Regions from separate parts of the Mus musculus genome. Here region 1 is linked to region 2. Evidence: chromatin contacts called from public HiChIP or PLAC-seq data. All regions are on one chromosome and are shown on one strand. The core of a region is the stretch at or near the end of the contact, and the rest is flanking DNA. Distances in the headings are between cores, read along the strand shown. Region 1 overlaps Gm39725 (a long non-coding RNA gene). Region 2 overlaps Gm34068 (predicted gene, 34068).

Region 1 (4,795 bases), core at 1,936-4,435, 250 kb before region 2:
AGGGCAGGAATACAGAGAGAGAGTCTGCCCTCTTCTCCTTGACCTCACCTGAACACTCAGCCAGGCTCCTGACCTCTTGTATTTAGCTCCTGGGACTGTGAACTTTTTTTTTTTTTCATCCACAACGTCATCAGTTCAGTCTGGCCACTGTAGGGTCTGCCACAGACACACCCTCTTAACACTTCTGCCCCAGAGGGCTGTATACACAAATCTCAGCACTCTATTTCCGCCCCCTCCCCCACCCCAGGCTCCCTTAGGGGGCTCCCACCACTAAATCTCAAACCCTGGAGCAAATAGCCAGAGGTGCCTATTTAACATATCAAAGCAAAGCAGACCAGGCCACCAGGTTCTCCCAGCATCTCTCTGTCCCTATCTGTTACAGGGTAAGGCTGGTATACCCTGCCCCCACACTAAACTTCTCCAGCCCAGGGTCTGGGCTGCCCTTCCCCCAGCTACCCTTCCTTATATAATCCAGCTATTTAGCTAAGACTGACCCTCTTTTGGTCAGTCTCCAGGCCCAGGGTGTGGCTCTTGGTCAGTATCTCCTCTCTCCCTACCTCCTTGCCTTCTCTGCTCATAGCTCAGGGTCATGTTTACGCTGAAGTCTCCCAGACGTGTCTGCCTCTGCTTATGCTCTCCTTTTTATACTTCTCCGCCTTGCCATTCCTTTTTCTTTCTTTCTTTCATTTTTCGTTCACTTAATACTCTACATAAATATCTGGAGCAACTCATAAGCCCCTGCCTATCATCTATAAAGCCACTGGCCCTTTCTTTAATCTCTGAGTTTTCAGGGTGTTGCTCCTTTCACAGGTGATTGCCAGTGTTGTGAGTCACCTTGATTCCTTACTCCTTGGACTAAACACTGTGAGGCTGGAGGGATGGCTCAGCAGTTATTTTTGCCATTCTTACAGAAGACCAGGTTCAGTTCCCAGCACCACCCCAGTAGCTTACAGCCCACCTGTAAGGGGATCTGAGCCCCCTGTTCTGGCCTCTGAGGGCAAGAGGCATACATGCACACCTACATACATGCAGAAACTCACTTATTCACAAACAATAAAAATAAATCAGTCTTTTAAAAATTTAGGATAGTTATAACCCTAACCCAGCACAATGGTTTGAAAGTAGACAGCCATTATTTTTGTTGGCTGAATAAACAACATTAAGGCAGAAAGAGTGAGTCTGTCTGATGTCATGCCTGACTATAGTCAAGGTAGTCTTAGTTAGGGTCTCACTGCTGTGAAGAGACACCATGACCAAGGCAACTCTTATAAAGGGAAACATTTAACTGGGGCTGGCTTACAGGTTAAGAGGTTTAGTCCATTATCATCAATGTGGGAGTATGGTAGCATCTAAGCAGGTGTGGCTCAGGAGGAGTTGAGAGTTCGGTTTTCTTCTGAAAGCAGACAGAAGACTGGCTCCCATGTGGCTATGAGGAAGGCCTCCAAGCCCACCTCCAGAGTGACACACTTCCTCCAACAAGGCCACCCCCCCGCCCCCAAGAGTGCCACCCTAGGCCAAACATATTCAAACCACCAGGGTGGTCTTACATCCTAAGTTCTGTGCTGTAATGTATAGACAGAGGTATACTTCAGGAATATAGGGGGAGATTGTGGAGCCAGGAAGATGATAGACAGGCCATACTGTCAAGGACTCACCTTTCTTTAACCAGATTTTGTGTGTTCTCCAATCCTCTCCTAGAGTACATTGAAAACAATAGTGGCTGAGAACATCTTTCAAAATAAGAGTCCTACCCATTCTCCATAGACTCTTGTCAGCTCCTTGTAAAGTTTCCCTGGTTTCTCTCTCTTCCAGCTTTACCATTAGCACCCCTCATGCCTGCCAAACCATTGCCATTTTGATGTCTGCCCTTGACTTAGACCTGATTTATTTACTATCTCATTGTTGTCTCTGAGTTCACTAAGATATAATTTACAGAGTCTAGCCACAGCAGATGAGTTGGCCCATCTAATACTTCACCTGCTGCGGGACAGAGAGAAGGGAGCAGGTGGGCAAAGTGGCACAACCATTATGAGCCAAAAAATAGATTATGGCTGGAAACTCCCATCTTGATTTGGCCCAGGGGCCACGGGTATATTTGGCTGGCCCCTGACTGACATAATTATTATTGCCAGAAATTAATTTTAGCAAGAACTTGAAAGGAGGACATGGGTGATTAAAGTTCTAATAATAACATTTTTTAAAAAGTCTGGGTTAATGAATCTGTAACTCAGGCAAAAAAAATAAATAAATAAAATAAAAGAGGCTGTGAGTGTTCTGGGACCAGCACGTGGGACTGAGCTCTGAAAAATAAAAGGTATTTGGCTATGGAGTCAAGTAGGGCAAGGTTGGATCACATGGCCCCAAGAAAACTTAGGGAAAGGAGATAACACTTACTCTACAGTGGGACTGCTTCTGTAATTGAAAATGTGGATGAAGTAAAACTTTACAAAGCAGATATATGAGTGAGAGAGAGAGTGTGTGTGTGTGTGTGTGTGTGTGTGTGTGTGTGTGTAATCAGAAAACAAAAAACAAAACAAAGCCGGGCGTGGTGGCACACGCCTTTAATCCCAGCACTCTGGAGGCAGAGGCAGGCGGATTTCTGAGTTCGAGGCCAGCCTGGTCTACAGAGTGAGTTCCAGGACAGCCAGAGCTACACAGAGAAACCCCCTGTCTTGAAAAACCAAAAAACAAAAACAAAAACAAAAAAAAAACCAAAAAAACCCCCAAGTGTCAGTCTTTGGGGTCCACCTTAACACAGAGTCTCTTTGTTGTGTACCATTGATCAGCACATGCCAAGCTAATTTGCCAAGGAACTTCCAGAGGTTCTCCTGTCTCCATCTTCCACCTCTCTGTGGGAAAGTCTAGACTACAGATGCTTTGTCCAGCCTTAGACAGGTTCTTAGGTCCTCCCGTTTGTACTTTTCCCAGTGAGGCATCTCCCTGGTTCATCAAACAGTGTTTTAAATTCACTGTAGGTATCTGTGCGTGCGAGAGAAGGCCCACTGGTTCCTTTGGAAGAGGCCTGTGGGCATGAATAGTCTGCTGGGACCACTTTGGCTCTTCAGAGTGTTTACTTTGATTAGGCCAAGGTGCAGTCTGATTGGTGGATGTCTTGCTAGTTGTATAATATGGTATCATCCGAGGGTATAGAATTTCCTGCCTTTAGCTGGCTTAGGGTTTAGCAGATGAGAGACTCACAGATGACTCTGACTAAAGCCCTTTAGATCTTCACAACAATGCCTGGGTGTATTCTCCCAGCTGCATTCTGCAGATAAGAAAGCAGGAAGTTCAAGGGAAAAGGTGATCTTTCACATTCCACAGAACAAGAACCTCTCCTAGTTTGTCAACATCTGAGTTCAACCTCAGAGCTAGCCCTCATTATCCACGGCCTCCCTTTTGGAAATGGAGGGTTAACTGCAGCTGCCCACGCCTCAGTTTAGAAGTTTTTGATATTCTAAACTCAGGTTTTCAAATCTGATAGCTACATGAAGCTCACCCTTCCAGTCCTACCACTTCAATTTAAAAAAAAAAAAAAAAAAAACGAAACAAACTCCCCCAAAGCTTAGGTGATATAAGCCAAAGTCATAGAGTTGTCTTCAAGACTTTTATTAGGAATTGATGTGTAAGATTACACAGAGTAAAAAAAAAAAAAAAAAAAAAAAAAAAAAAAAAAGCATTACTGAACGAGAGAGCGGGTCACAGAGCAAAGAATATACAGGGGAGCGAGCATAGGGTCCCGTAGATCAGCATAAAAGGAACAGGAACGGGAAGAGGTATCCCGTCTGTTGACACTGGTGAAATACAGGTTAAAAACTGAAACGCTGATATTCACAGATGTAAACCTGAGGCTTCGGGAAAATCCCATTGTGAAGAGCACCATAATTTCCAGAGGCCGCGCGCGCGTGTGTGTGTGTGTGTGTGTGTGTGTGTGTGTGTGTATGTGTGGTTTCTCCTCATTCACAGCTTGTTGAGAGGCCACTAATGTCACTAGATCACGGCAACTGGACAAATGAGCTCTCCAGGAAATAAATGATGCCGGAGTCTGGACTCCCTGAGAGAGATGTGTAACTACAGGTTTTTCCTCCCGTGACCCAGTTCCCCAATAACTACTCGGAGGCTATATTGTTTATTAAATTCCTAGGCATAAGCTAGGCTGTCTCCCCAACTAGCTCCTAACTTCGACTAACCTGTTTGTACTATTCTTTGCCTGCCGCATGGCTAGCTACCTCTCCTGAGTTTCGTACATCCAACTTCCTCTGGGTGGGGAATCGCCTATGCTAGACTCTTTCCCACAGTTCTTTGCTCCTTGCTGGATGTCCTGCTTTCTAGTCTCCTCTCTCCTATAGGCCATAGGCATGTTATTGACAGGTTATACTTCCACACAGTATATAGAGATTATCCCTGCAGAGCCAAGAAGCCTGAATGATTTAACAGCTTTGTCCCTGCAACTGTCATGCACTTAACCCCCTTCCAATCTCTAACCCAACCTCTCCTAGTAGTTTCTCCCTGAGACCCAACAGAATGACTATGTCAAGAGAAAGAGAACTTGGAAATTGCCTACAGTGATGGCCTGCTCTTTTTCCAAGAAAGGCAAAGGAAACTTAAGGAAGTAAGATACCTTGCAAGGGCACGAGAAAGGCTATTTACACATTAATGCCAGAGATGCCAATTTCTGGCTTTTGTTTCTTGCTGTGTGATTTCTATTTGAAATAACCTCACTATCAAAATGCCTGTGGAAGTTGTCAGTCACAGAACGAGGCCAGTAGAACACCTTGCTCTCTACCAGACACTTGAT
Region 2 (5,141 bases), core at 1,443-3,942:
TCAAAGGTGAAACACAAATGACTAAGAAGCTTTTTTTTTTAGGTTCGACATCCTTAGCCATCAGGGAAATGCAAATTAAAATTGCTTTGAGATTTCATCTTACCCTAATCAGAATGGCTAAACTCAAAAAAACAAATAATAACAAATGCTGGAATGCTTTAGAGGAGAGGGGGACACTCACTCTTTATGAGGGGACTGCAAAAAGGTGAGGCTACTATGGAAACCAGCGTGGAAGTTCCTCAAGAAGCTAGAGATGGATGACTGCCTCCATCCGTATCACTCTTGGATGCACACCCAAAGGACTCTACATCCTGCTCGCCACACTTGCTCATCCGCATTCATTACTGCTCTAGTCACGGTAGGCAGGAAGTGGGAAGAGCTCAGATGTCTGTCAGCTAATGCACGGATAATGAAATTGAGGTACATATACACAATGGATTTTTCATTCCGCTGTTAAGAAAAACGAGATTATTAAATTCACAGGTAAATGATGGAGTTGGAAGTAATCATTCTGAGGGAGATAATCAAGACCCAGAAAGACAATCCACATACTTCCTCTCTTTTGTGAATTCTAGCTTTGACTCCTCACATAAGTGATTCATTTGAAATTCCCACAGAGGTAGGGGAATTAGGAAGGGGCTGGAGTGGGAGGAGTGAGAGAACGTAGTAGTATGGAAGTTTAAAGGAGAATAGCGAACAGGAAGGGTTAAATTAGGAGAGGGAAAAGGGAGGGGAGGAGAGAGGGGAAGGAGAGGAAGGAATCCAAGGAGGGATGAGCAGAACTAAAAGATCTTTGGAAAGTCATATGGAAACCCACTGCTATGGAAGCTCCTAATTTCATATATAAAACATATATAACATCATACTATAGTGGTAATATAATAGTGAAGAGTTATAGATTTTAAGAATTTTTTTCTTTCATTCTCTCTCTCTCTTTCCTCTTCATCTCTCCCTCCCTCTCTCTGTCTCTCTCTGTCTCTCTGTGTCTCTCTCTGTGTGTGTCTCTCTCTGTCTCTCTGTCTCTCTGTCTCTCTGTCTCTCTGTCTCTCTCTCTCTCTCTCTCTGTGTGTGTGTGTGTGTGTGTGTGTGTGTGACATGACTGTAGGTGTGTGTAGAAGCCAGATGAGGGCATCAGATTCCCTGGAGCTAGATTATATGCCACCAAAACATGGATGCTAGGAACCAAACGTAGCCCTCCACAAGAGTAGCAAACACTCAACCTCCGAGCCATCTCTCCAGCTCCTTGAGACAATTCTTAAGCACCAGAGAAACTCTTGAATAGAAGCACTGTCCTCAAATTGCATCTCGGATGTTTTTTAAGTTTTCCTTCCACACCAAAGAAGCTCAAATTGTAAATGGTAAATTATTCATTATGAGACTGAGTAATGCAATAAGAAAAACCAGGGATCCAAATCAGTAAGCCAAGCTCAAAGAGCAGTCAGGGCTCTACACTGAAAACATTAGCAAAGGAATACAGGTGCAAACAAAAGAATGTAAATGTTGAGTGAAATTGTTCATGGCACACAAAGTAGCTTTTTTTTTTTTTTTTTTGGAAAAAAAAAAAGGTTTCCTGGGTGCTTGTCTTTTTAATTAACAGAAAATAAACACTATAGTAATCACACTGTTTAAAGGATTTCTGTTGCCCTGGAGTGCCTTCACACTAATTAATTTCATTGAACTTCAACAGATATGTAAGTAGTATCTCCTATTTGTAAAATTCTTTGTTATCATTGACAAAGGATTAAAAGGTTATTAAGGAACAAGATGCAAAACAAAATAATTGGAACAAGTAACCAAAAAAAAAATCCACAAAATAGATTGTGTTTGTCTAAAGAAATCAGAAAACTGGGGCTGGAAAGATGATGGCTCAGCAGTTAAGGATACTTGCTGCTCCTGCAAAAGACATGGGCTAAGTTTCCAGCACCTACGTGATAGCTCACAACCATCTGACATTTCAGACCCAGGGGATGCAACAACTTCTTCAGATACCACAGACGCTGTACACACATGGTGTACATGCACAGATGCTAGCAAAGCACCTATGGACATAACATTTTTAAAAGGAAAATAAGAAAGCTACTCACATAATGACAGATGATGAAGAAGGAGTAGAAGGAAGGAAAGGAGGAAAAGAGATGGATGGAAAACAGACAACCACAGATGGGTGAATAAACGACATATAAATAACAATAGAGATAGAGAAGATAGGCCAAAGATCAGATAGATAAATGATAGATTTCTAGAGTCCAGCTTCAGTGGGGTTCAGAAGGAAGATGTGTAGAATAGTCAAAAGCAGCCTTAAACCAAGAGGTGCAGTTCACACACTGACACTGAGACAACTCAGGCCACCTTTATTTATACATTGATTTTTTTTTCACAGCTGGAAAGGTTTTACATTCATTTTCTCATTTTCTCACGTACAATCTCTTTGAAGAACATCCTACGTTTAACAACAATAATGTGCACACTGCAATTTTCCCTCCCTTTTCCTTCTCCTCCTCCCCAGTTCCCTCAGTCTCCTGCTAACCCATGAACTGTATCAAGTAAGAGGAAACACAGCTTTAAGAAGCAGTTAATATATAACCCAGCACACTGGTCCATAACCAAGTGACCGTGCTGGTATCAACTGTGGTTACAGTACAGAGAGGTGATGGACTACGTACCCAGGAAATACTGATTTAATCATTGGTGCCTAGTATCTCTCCATATCCTAATCAGGAGATCTAATTCCTGTCACGCCCAGGGCTCTCTGCAGCTTAGTAACCTGAGTCAGTTCCTCATCGTTGCTTGGCTCACTGCCAAATGTTCCTATTAAGTCTTGGAACCAATGATCCAGCAAGACCTCTCTAACCTCTTGATAATCATCGAGCTGTTGTTTGGAACAGGTTGGTGGGCAAATGAGAACATCTGGGCATTAGCTGACGTACCCGGACCGGGCCCCTCATGTTGACATAACCACATCACCACCATTAACAAACAGAGGGGCAGTGCTTTGTTCCACTCCCATGATTCTCGAAGACAAACAAGAATAAATGACGGCCCCAGCTTTCTTTTTCTGATCCTGGGAAAATGTCTGTCACAGACAGAGTGAAAGTAAAATCTTCTAATAGCAAAGCCAAAAACCCAAATGCAAGGCAAAAGCGATCCCAGCATTCCCTCAGGAAAGGCCAGGAGATTCTGCACAATCTTCCCCACAGGTCCTTGCCATGTGGGAACCCAACTCCTCAGGCCTTGCCATAAGGACAGCTGTCTGCATTACACTCCCACACCACTCCTAGAAGAGGCTTAGCTACTACCAATAGATGATTAACTGATTGATGATAGAAATATGGGTAGATAGATGGATGGATGGATGGATGGATGGATGGATGGATGGATGGGTAGATAGATAGATAGATAGATAGATAGATAGATAAGATTATAGATACATATATGGATGGTTGATAGAACATAGCTAGATAGATGATATGAAAAGAGTTGTGTAATTTGAGATAAGCCTTGAAGAATGAGTTCATTTGTTATCTCAAAGGTAAAGGAAGAGACAACATCTTTAGGCGTCACCACTTGCCTGGTTTTTCTGCCTAGCAGTTTTCTTCTTGATGTTAAGACCTATTACCTCGGGAACAAAAAACCACATAGATGTCCATGAAAATAGATAGGGCAAGTAACTGATCACATGCTTGCTGTGCATTAAAGAAGATGGCACTTGATGCAGAGAGAAACCTGTGATCTGGGCTAGTTTAGCATGTAGCTGAGTTCTCAGGGTTTTTAGAAGTAAACGGTCAAAGTGTTTGGGGTGGGTCTGTCAGGAGGTCTCCCAGGAAAGAGAGGGTCAGTGGGGTGATCTTTCTGGCTGTTATGCATACATTATATCAGAACAAGGAGATACTAAAAGCACAACGCACTGGGTGTGCCTGTGCGTCTTTGCAGCAAGTGGGCTTTGTTTGGAGACAGAGCAAACAAAGGGTCACCCTTACTTAATCTGGGGAGGTTCAGGGTCATGGCTCAGCCACTCCAAGCCTTGGTTTCTAGTATCACAGGGATCTCTGTGGATTAGAATAAGGTAGAAGCAACCCTCAGCCAAGTGTGAACAGCACCCTGCTTTGGGGTACTAGATATCAAGATTATTCTCATTACCAAGAAAGATAGCGGTGCATTCATCTCTTGGTGAGGTAATACAGCCCAGAAGTGGTGTTGAAGGCAGGCAAACATGAACAAGTAGATGCCACACACGGAAGGAAAAGCTGAAGCCACTCACTGCTTAGGCTTTTGGGAGCTCAGGCCTCGGAACTAAAGGATTTCTTTCCTTTGGAAACAATCTCCTGTATGTCAAGCTGGGCAATGTCTCTCAAGCTCACTGTGTAGCTGAAGAATAACCCTGATCTTCTGGTCTTTCTGCCTCTGTCCCCCAAGTGCTAGGATTACAAGTGTGGGCCCACACCCAGTTTATGCACTGCTTAGGGACTGGACCTGTGGCTTTGTGTATGGTAGGCAAGTCCTCTTCCAACAGAAATGCATCGCCAAGTATGTCCCATACACCCAACCTCCAAGAGAACTTTATATTTCTATTTCTCTATCCCACAACTGGTACATGGAAAAGTATATGAATTATATAGGCTAAAAGTTATTGTCCTTTATCAACTGTTTCTTCCACGAGCAAGAATGATAAATGGAATGTTGGGTCACTGGTATTGGCATAGATAAAATAAGCTCTAAAAATTGATAGCATGCATACCAGCCTTTCTTCTCATTGCCAAGTACCAATATATCAGCTGTCACCAAGCTGTAACAGTCCACAACTGCCAGTGGCCAGATATTGATTTCTCTTATAGTCAGCAGCAACTGAAGCTGTACACCTGTGCGCGTGTGCGTGTGTGCGCGTGCACACACACACACAGGGTTGGGGGTAGGGGAGAGAACCTCTAAACCCTACAAATGAATTAAATATGTTTTTCTTAGAAAAAGACGTTTTTATTTCTAAGACAAGATTTATTTCAAACCTTTCATTAGAACTCATGTGTGGCCTGGCAGTGGTGGTGCATGCCTTTAATCCCAGCACTTGGGAGGCAGAGGCAGGCGGATTTCTGAGTTCAAGGCCAGCCTGGTCTACAGAGTGAGTTCCAGGACAGCCAGGGCTACAC

What was found. HiChIP or PLAC-seq counts read pairs in DNA pulled down with a chosen protein or histone mark.
Region 1: a FOXA1 HiChIP or PLAC-seq map of pancreatic cancer cells shows a contact between it and region 2. The contact joins two enhancer-like sites. A contact is called at or near these places in 11 of 39 promoter capture datasets (the HPC-7 cell line, HPC-7-derived erythroid cells, cranial neural crest and 7 more), 3 of 484 Hi-C or Micro-C datasets (the MC3T3-E1 cell line, cochlea and embryonic fibroblasts) and 2 of 115 datasets of contacts at active chromatin or transcription factors (a beta-TC-6 cell line and pancreatic cancer cells).

What each region holds. Positions count from the first base shown.
Region 1 is chr1:184,014,986-184,019,780 of GRCm38.p6, reverse strand. All of the region lies in intron 2 of Gm39725 (a long non-coding RNA gene), which reads right to left. Among named protein-coding and RNA genes, the nearest start is that of Gm39725, 4.1 kb to the right of the region's middle. Within about 2 kb of position 3,185, at least 52 of the 459 cell types and tissues checked have an H3K27ac peak or open chromatin away from gene starts, as enhancers often do. A contact at or near this core is called in pancreatic cancer cells, where this site is marked.
Region 2 is chr1:183,762,147-183,767,287 of GRCm38.p6, reverse strand. All of the region lies in intron 1 of Gm34068 (predicted gene, 34068), which reads right to left. Among named protein-coding and RNA genes, the nearest start is that of Gm34068, 16 kb to the right of the region's middle. Within about 2 kb of position 2,692, at least 26 of the 459 cell types and tissues checked have an H3K27ac peak or open chromatin away from gene starts, as enhancers often do. A contact at or near this core is called in pancreatic cancer cells, where this site is marked.